Regions from separate parts of the Pan troglodytes genome. Here region 1 is linked to region 2. The links are chromatin contacts, called in public HiChIP or PLAC-seq maps. All regions are on one chromosome and are shown on one strand. Each heading gives the region's core, a stretch centred on a gene start, on an enhancer-like site or on the middle of the called end of the contact. The rest is flanking DNA. Distances are from core to core; before and after follow the strand shown.

The links. HiChIP or PLAC-seq counts read pairs in DNA pulled down with a chosen protein or histone mark.
Region 1: a contact with region 2 is called in an H3K4me3 HiChIP or PLAC-seq map of stem cell-derived excitatory neurons, with 2.2 times the contacts expected there. The contact joins the promoter of LMF2 here to the promoter of HDAC10 in region 2. A contact is called at or near these places in 1 of 7 Hi-C or Micro-C datasets (stem cell-derived neural progenitor cells) and 1 of 1 datasets of contacts at active chromatin or transcription factors (stem cell-derived excitatory neurons).

The regions. Positions count from the first base shown.
Region 1 is chr23:52,630,416-52,633,383 of NHGRI_mPanTro3-v2.0_pri, reverse strand. LMF2 (lipase maturation factor 2) reads left to right here and starts at 1,477. Exons shown (of 13, transcript XM_054675784.1): 1 at 1,477-1,646; 2 at 2,191-2,444; 3 at 2,724-2,856. The coding sequence starts at 1,553. NCAPH2 (non-SMC condensin II complex subunit H2) reads right to left here and starts at 1,218. Exons shown (of 20, transcript XM_009438682.5): 1 at 787-1,218. The coding sequence starts at 894.
Region 2 is chr23:52,374,470-52,377,633 of NHGRI_mPanTro3-v2.0_pri, reverse strand. HDAC10 (histone deacetylase 10) reads left to right here and starts at 1,376. Exons shown (of 20, transcript XM_515218.9): 1 at 1,376-1,824; 2 at 1,893-2,027; 3 at 2,272-2,368; 4 at 2,635-2,732; 5 at 2,831-2,935; 6 at 3,092-3,160. The coding sequence starts at 1,766.

The DNA.
Region 1 (2,968 bases), core at 228-2,727, 260 kb before region 2:
GAAATAAATGACACTTTAGGGGAAATGCATCAGAAGATGACCCAGGCCCCATCCTGAGGAACTCAACACTTAAGAGACTGGATAGAAAAGAAAAATCAGGCAATGAAATAGGGAAAAAAAAAATCCTACCACCATGTTTCAAAAAGAAAGGAGTGGCCAGTCCAACAAATGCTGACTTGAGTATGTTCCTTGGATTTGGTAGAATGGAGATCACTGCTGATCAAGACAAGAAACATTTAAGTGTCGTGGACGCCAGACTGAGCTGGGCTGAGGAGTAAAAATGAAGCGCAAATATGGAGCAGACAGCTTAACAGAGGTCTAGACAGGGCTGTCAAACGTGGAAGAAACACTAATCGCTAACAGGATAGAGCATGGCAATAGCTTGAAATTGGTTTGAAAATCCAAGATAAAAAATTCCTCTGACATCGTGATCCAGACCTCTCAAACACACAAGCATGCTCGCAATAACTGCAATAAAAGCAATAATGCTTTCTAGTCTATTCCACTACGTTAGAGAAACGGCTGGTCACCACCCACTCAATCATTCACGGCTCGCTGACGGGTAGAAACCTGCAATGACAGGTCCACGCTAATCCAACAAGGGATGATTTGGGGAGGCAGAGATGGAGTTTGAAAAGAAGCAGGGAGCCCGAGGACCTGCGCGGCCAGAGCGCCAGATGGCCATAGGCGTGGAGGCGGTGGGGCGCCCACAGCCCCGGGCCCGGAGCCCCCGCCCCGCAGCCCCACCCGCCGGCCCACCCCGCGTCACTCCCCCGCCGCCCTTACCTCCTCCAGATACTCGCCCAGTTGGGCCGCCACGTCCACCTCCCAGTTCTTGGTGAGGTCGCGGATGGGCTGCAAGAGGTGGGCGAAGCGCGCCTCCACGTCCTCCATGTCCGGGAGGGAACGGGCGGCAAAGGGACCGCAGGGCTGCCTTCCAAGGGGTACGGCGTCCTCAGCCCGCCACTAGTTCTGGCGCCATTTTGCTGTTCCCGCCCAGGAAAATGCGTAGGCGCGGCGTCGCGCGCATGTCTATGACGTAACGTGGGCAAAAGCCAGAGAGGCGAACCCCCGCGCCGCGCAGCGGGAGCTCACCGGAAGAGTCGCGGGGCGGGGTCGAAGCCTCCGGCGGGGGGGGGGGGGGGGGGCGGAGCTTTGGGCTGCCACCAGTTTGGACGGGAGGGCTTTTGGGGCCGCCGTGGGTCGGGCGGGGCGGGGTGGGGCGGGGCCTGGAGCTGCCGCGGGCGGGCGGGCCGAGGAGGCGGGGCTTGGGGCTGCCACGGGTTGGGCGGGCGGGGCGGTGAGGAGGCGGGGCCTGGGGCTGCCGCGGGCGGGCGGGCCGAGGAGGCGGGGCTTGGGGCTGCCACGGTTTGGGCGGGCGGGGCGGTGAGGAGGCGGGGCCTGGGGCTGCCGCGGGCGGGCGGGCCGAGGAGGCGGGGCTTGGGGCTGCCACGGTTTGGGCGGGCGGGGCGGTGAGGAGGCGGGGCCTGGGGCTGCCGCGGGCGGGCGGACGCGGAGGGCGGGCCCTGCTCTAGCGGGCCGCGTAGCGGACATGGCGGGCTCCCGGCTCCCGCGGCAGCTCTTCCTCCAGGGCGTGGCGGCCGTCTTCATGTTTGCCTTCGCTTCCCTCTACACGCAAATCCCAGGTGAAGGCACCCAGGGTGGGACACCCCCAGCCTCGGCGCGGGACCCTGTGTCCTCTTTTCTCTGTGCCCGGCACTCACGCAGTCCGGGGTTGGGAGTGAGGGCCAGGCCTTGGCGTGGGGTAGGGGGCGGCGGTTCGTGTCCTGCAGGCCGCTGTGGGGGTAGGAAGGTGTGCGGTGATCCATTTCCCGTAAGGCTCTGGACTCTGACCTGGGGTGGGGGACAGAACTTAGAGAGGTGGGAGAGAGGCTTCCTCCCAGACCTGGTGGGGCAGGTAGGAGATCGGGCTGAGACCTGGAAGAGGGCAGTGGGCTCTGCTGGGTGGGAGGCCCTGACTCAGCTAGTTGAGCAGGCCTCTAGTCCTGGGACGGGGTTTTGACAGGTCCCGACCTGGGGGACGGGCTCTGGAGGGACTGCGGACTCTGACCTAGGGATGGAGGTATCCGCATGCTCTGACCTAGGCTGGGGGGTCTGCAGGCCCTGACTCAGAGGTAGTCTAGTCTGCAAGGGCTGTCCAGGGCCTGGCCATGACATGCCCTCCCACAGGCCTGTATGGCCCCGAGGGCATCCTACCTGCAAGGAGGACGCTGCGGCCTCAGGGCAAGGGGCGCTGGCAGCAGCTGTGGGAGACCCCGACGCTGCTGTGGGAAGCGCCGAGACTGGGGCTGGACACGGCCCAGGGCCTGGAGCTGCTGAGCCTGCTGGGTGCACTAGTGGCCCTGGGAGCCCTGCTGCTGAGCCCACTGCGCCACCCCGTCATCTACCTGCTGCTTTGGGCCGCCTACCTGTCGGCCTGCCAGGCAAGTGGGACCTGTGACCAGCTCACTCTATCCCCAACCCCCACCACCCACCCCTGCCTCTACCTTACCTGAGTCCACAGACACACCCGCTCCCTGACAGCCCCTCTCTCCGCAGGTGGGCCAGGTATTCCTTTATTTCCAGTGGTGAGTGACGGCTGGGCCTGGGGCTGTGGGAGGCTGGGTAGGGGGTGGGGGAGGGCTCTGCCCTTCCTGGGAGGACTCTCCGAGGGAAGCAGCTGTGTGGGGAGGGGCTCTTGGTGCTATTTGCTCTCCCCATAGGGACTCCCTGCTGCTAGAGACTGGCTTCCTGGCCGTGCTGGTGGCCCCGCTGAGGCCAGCCTCCCACCGCAAGGAGGACCCCCAGGGCAGGCAGGCAGGGGCCCTGCCCCACGAAGACCTCCCCTTCTGGCTGGTGCGATGGCTGCTGTTCCGCCTCATGTTCGCCTCAGGCGTGGTCAAGCTGACCAGCCGCTGCCCCGCATGGTGGGGGCTCACTGGTGAGGGGCCCGGTCTGGACCTGGGGT
Region 2 (3,164 bases), core at 127-2,626:
CCAGACCCTGGGGCAGGGCCTGATGAGGAGGAGTGTTAGGATCTACCCTAGCTCTCTGCACCCTCCAATGCCAGCAGGTCCCTGGGGGGAGGGGGCACGCTGGGCACGTTGAGGCCCCTCTGGCCCCTGTGATGGAGTGGTGAGCGCCAGCCAGTCCCTGGGGGGACGGGGCACATTGGACAAGTTGAGACTCCTCTGGCCCCTGTGGCGGAGTGGTGAGCGCCAGCAGGTCCCTGGGGGGAGGGGGCACGCTGGGCACGTTGAGGCCCCTCTGGCCCCTGTGATGGAGTGGTGAGCACCAGCCAGTCCCTGGGGGGACGGGGCACATTGGACATGTTGAGACCCCTCTGGCCCCTGTGGTGGATTGGTGAGCACAGAGGGCTGGGTTTTATTCTTGATCAAACCTCTAGCCCCTACTACCCTGCTCCAGTGGTATCTTCGTGCCCAGGCTGCCCTCTGCAGGCCACTCGGTGTTTCCAAGGGTGGCGGCTGGAACACAGGCCATGGGCACCTCCAAACCTGTCCCAGGGCAGGGGTTACAGCAGAGAGACCAGTGAGGGGCAGGGCAGGGCAGGCCAGGTGTCCTCGGTGGACATGCCCACAGCTGGCCCAGCCAAAGTGGACCTGATGAGCTGCCAGGACAGATGGGCCTTCTCTGCCCAGCGACCCTCATGCCTCTCCAGGGCATCTGGGCCTGGGGGACGTGACCACCATCAGCTCCGGAGCCATGCTGACTTGTGGCATGGCTGCTGTCCACACTGGGCCCAAAGTGTGGGCCCATAGGTGGCCTGAGGACTGGGGGCCCCAAAATTCTGTGACCCAGCTGGATGTGAACTCCCGCGGGGGCAGGGTGTCCCCTGGGCTCCAGGGGGCCTCAGGTTTCCTCTCGGGCATCTTGCTCCGTGGCTGTGCCCGTGCCTCCTATCTTCCTCACTCCTCTGTTCCCCACCATGCTACCGCAACCCCGGTCCAGTGTCCCCACCTCCACCGACCTTGACTCTGCTCTTGGGCCAGGGGTCTTCTTGGAGCTAGAACCGGACTCACTCCCTCCTTAAACCTCGGGGGCGGTGCTGCGCCTCGATGCAGCCACGACCACCGCCCTGAGCCGGCCGCAGCGCCACCTGTCTCCCCGCGGGCTCCTCCCGCCTCGTGGCCTTTGCCCTGCAGACCCCTCGCTCCCCTCGCCTTTCACCCCAGGTCTTCCTGCGCCCGGGCCGGGTGGGCCTTGGGGCTGCGCTGGACCCTGACCCAGCTGGTGCAGAACGGGGCTCTCATGGGCAGGCTCGGCCACGGGCGTTCGGGTGGGGCTGCGGCGACCACTCGCGTAGGGCCGGGGGACCCCGCCCCTCTTGGAGGGGATCGGGGCGGGGCCAATGGGGAGGCGGAGCCGCAGCGCAGCTCCGAGGGCTGGCGGCTCGGGGCGCCGAGGCTTCCGCGCCCGCTGGTTCCTCGCTCCGGGGCGGAGCTCGCCATAGCGACCGGGAGCAGGGCGCGGGGCGGGACCCAGGTCCGAGGCGAGGAAGCCGGAAGCCAGGCGCGGGGAGCCTCCCCCTTCGACTGCAGCCTCGCTCCGTGCCTTCTGCGCGCCTGGGATCCCGGAGCCTGCCTAGGTTCTGTGCGCTCCCGCCCACGCCGGTGCCCGCCGCCCGCCTGCGCCCCAGGCAGGTCCCAGGCCTCCGGCTGCTCCCGGCCGAAGGTGGGGACGGGCAGTGGCAGGCACCGCTAGCGAGGGCGTTTGGGAACCCAGGGTGACCACGGCGCAGCCATGGGGACCGCGCTTGTGTACCATGAGGACATGACGGCCACCCGGCTGCTCTGGGACGAGTAAGTGGGACCTGGCCGAGGTGGGGTGCGGGGAGGGACCTCTGAACTGAGCTCCTCATCTGCCCCAGCCCCGAGTGCGAGATCGAGCGTCCTGAGCGCCTGACCGCAGCCCTGGATCGCCTGCGGCAGCGCGGCCTGGAACAGAGGTGTCTGCGGTTGTCAGCTCGCGAGGCCTCGGAAGAGGAGCTGGGCCTGGTGCACAGGTCAGGACGGGGGCAGGCCCCACGATGGGGGGGGCGGGCAGCCCAGCTAGAAACCTAAGAACCTGGGCCTACCCCAAGCCTGCCAGCCTCGAATACAGAGCCTCTCCCTATGCACCTCGGGTGGGCTCACAGGCTTGAGGAAGTGACAGGGTGGCCACTCCCACCACGAATCCCAGGTCCCCGCCTCCCGCCCCCCTGCTCCTGCTGGTGACCCTGCCTCTCCTGCCTGCCCATCTGCATGCAGCCCAGAGTATGTATCCCTGGTCAGGGAGACCCAGGTCCTAGGCAAGGAGGAGCTGCAGGCGCTGTCCGGACAGTTCGACGCCATCTACTTCCACCCGGTGCGTGTCCCCGGACACACTCACCTGTGCAGACACACATGCACGTGCCTTTGCGCGTTCACAGCCACGGCCGCCAACCCCAGCCAGTGTCCCCTGGTCCATACACATGACATTGCCCTGCACACCTGCCTGCTGGCACTGCCAGAGCCTGGGGCTGGCCTGTTCTGCTCAGCAGCTGGTGTCTTGCAGCCTGGCACAAGTGTGGGTACGGCCTGCAAAGGGCAGCAGGGGAGGTAGGGGGCTCATCTGCGCCCCTGCGCCCACAGAGTACCTTTCACTGCGCGCGGCTGGCCGCAGGGGCTGGACTGCAGCTGGTGGACGCTGTGCTCACTGGAGCTGTGCAAAATGGGCTTGCCCTGGTGAGGTGAGAGCTGCCCCTTCCCCTGGCTGCTCCTCCGTGGGTGGCCCTGTGAGGGGCCAGGGCGACCCTGACGTGACCCAAATCCTACTCTCACGCCGTAGGCCTCCCGGGCACCACAGCCAGAGGGCGGCTGCCAACGGGTTCTGCGTGTTCAACAACGTGGCCATAGCAGCTGCACATGCCAAGCAGAAACACGGGCTACACAGGTGTGTGCCAGGCTGGCTGCAGGGGGGTGGGCCCAGGCCACACAGCAAGGGGCGGCGCAGGAGGCGAGAGAACCCAGCCAGCACCTTCCCATCCCTGGCCGGGCTCCTGGAGGTGGGAGGCCCTGCCCCTTTGCCACCAGCGCTGTCTGTACCCAGGATCCTCGTCGTGGACTGGGATGTGCACCATGGCCAGGGGATCCAGTATCTCTTTGAGGATGACCCCAGGTGA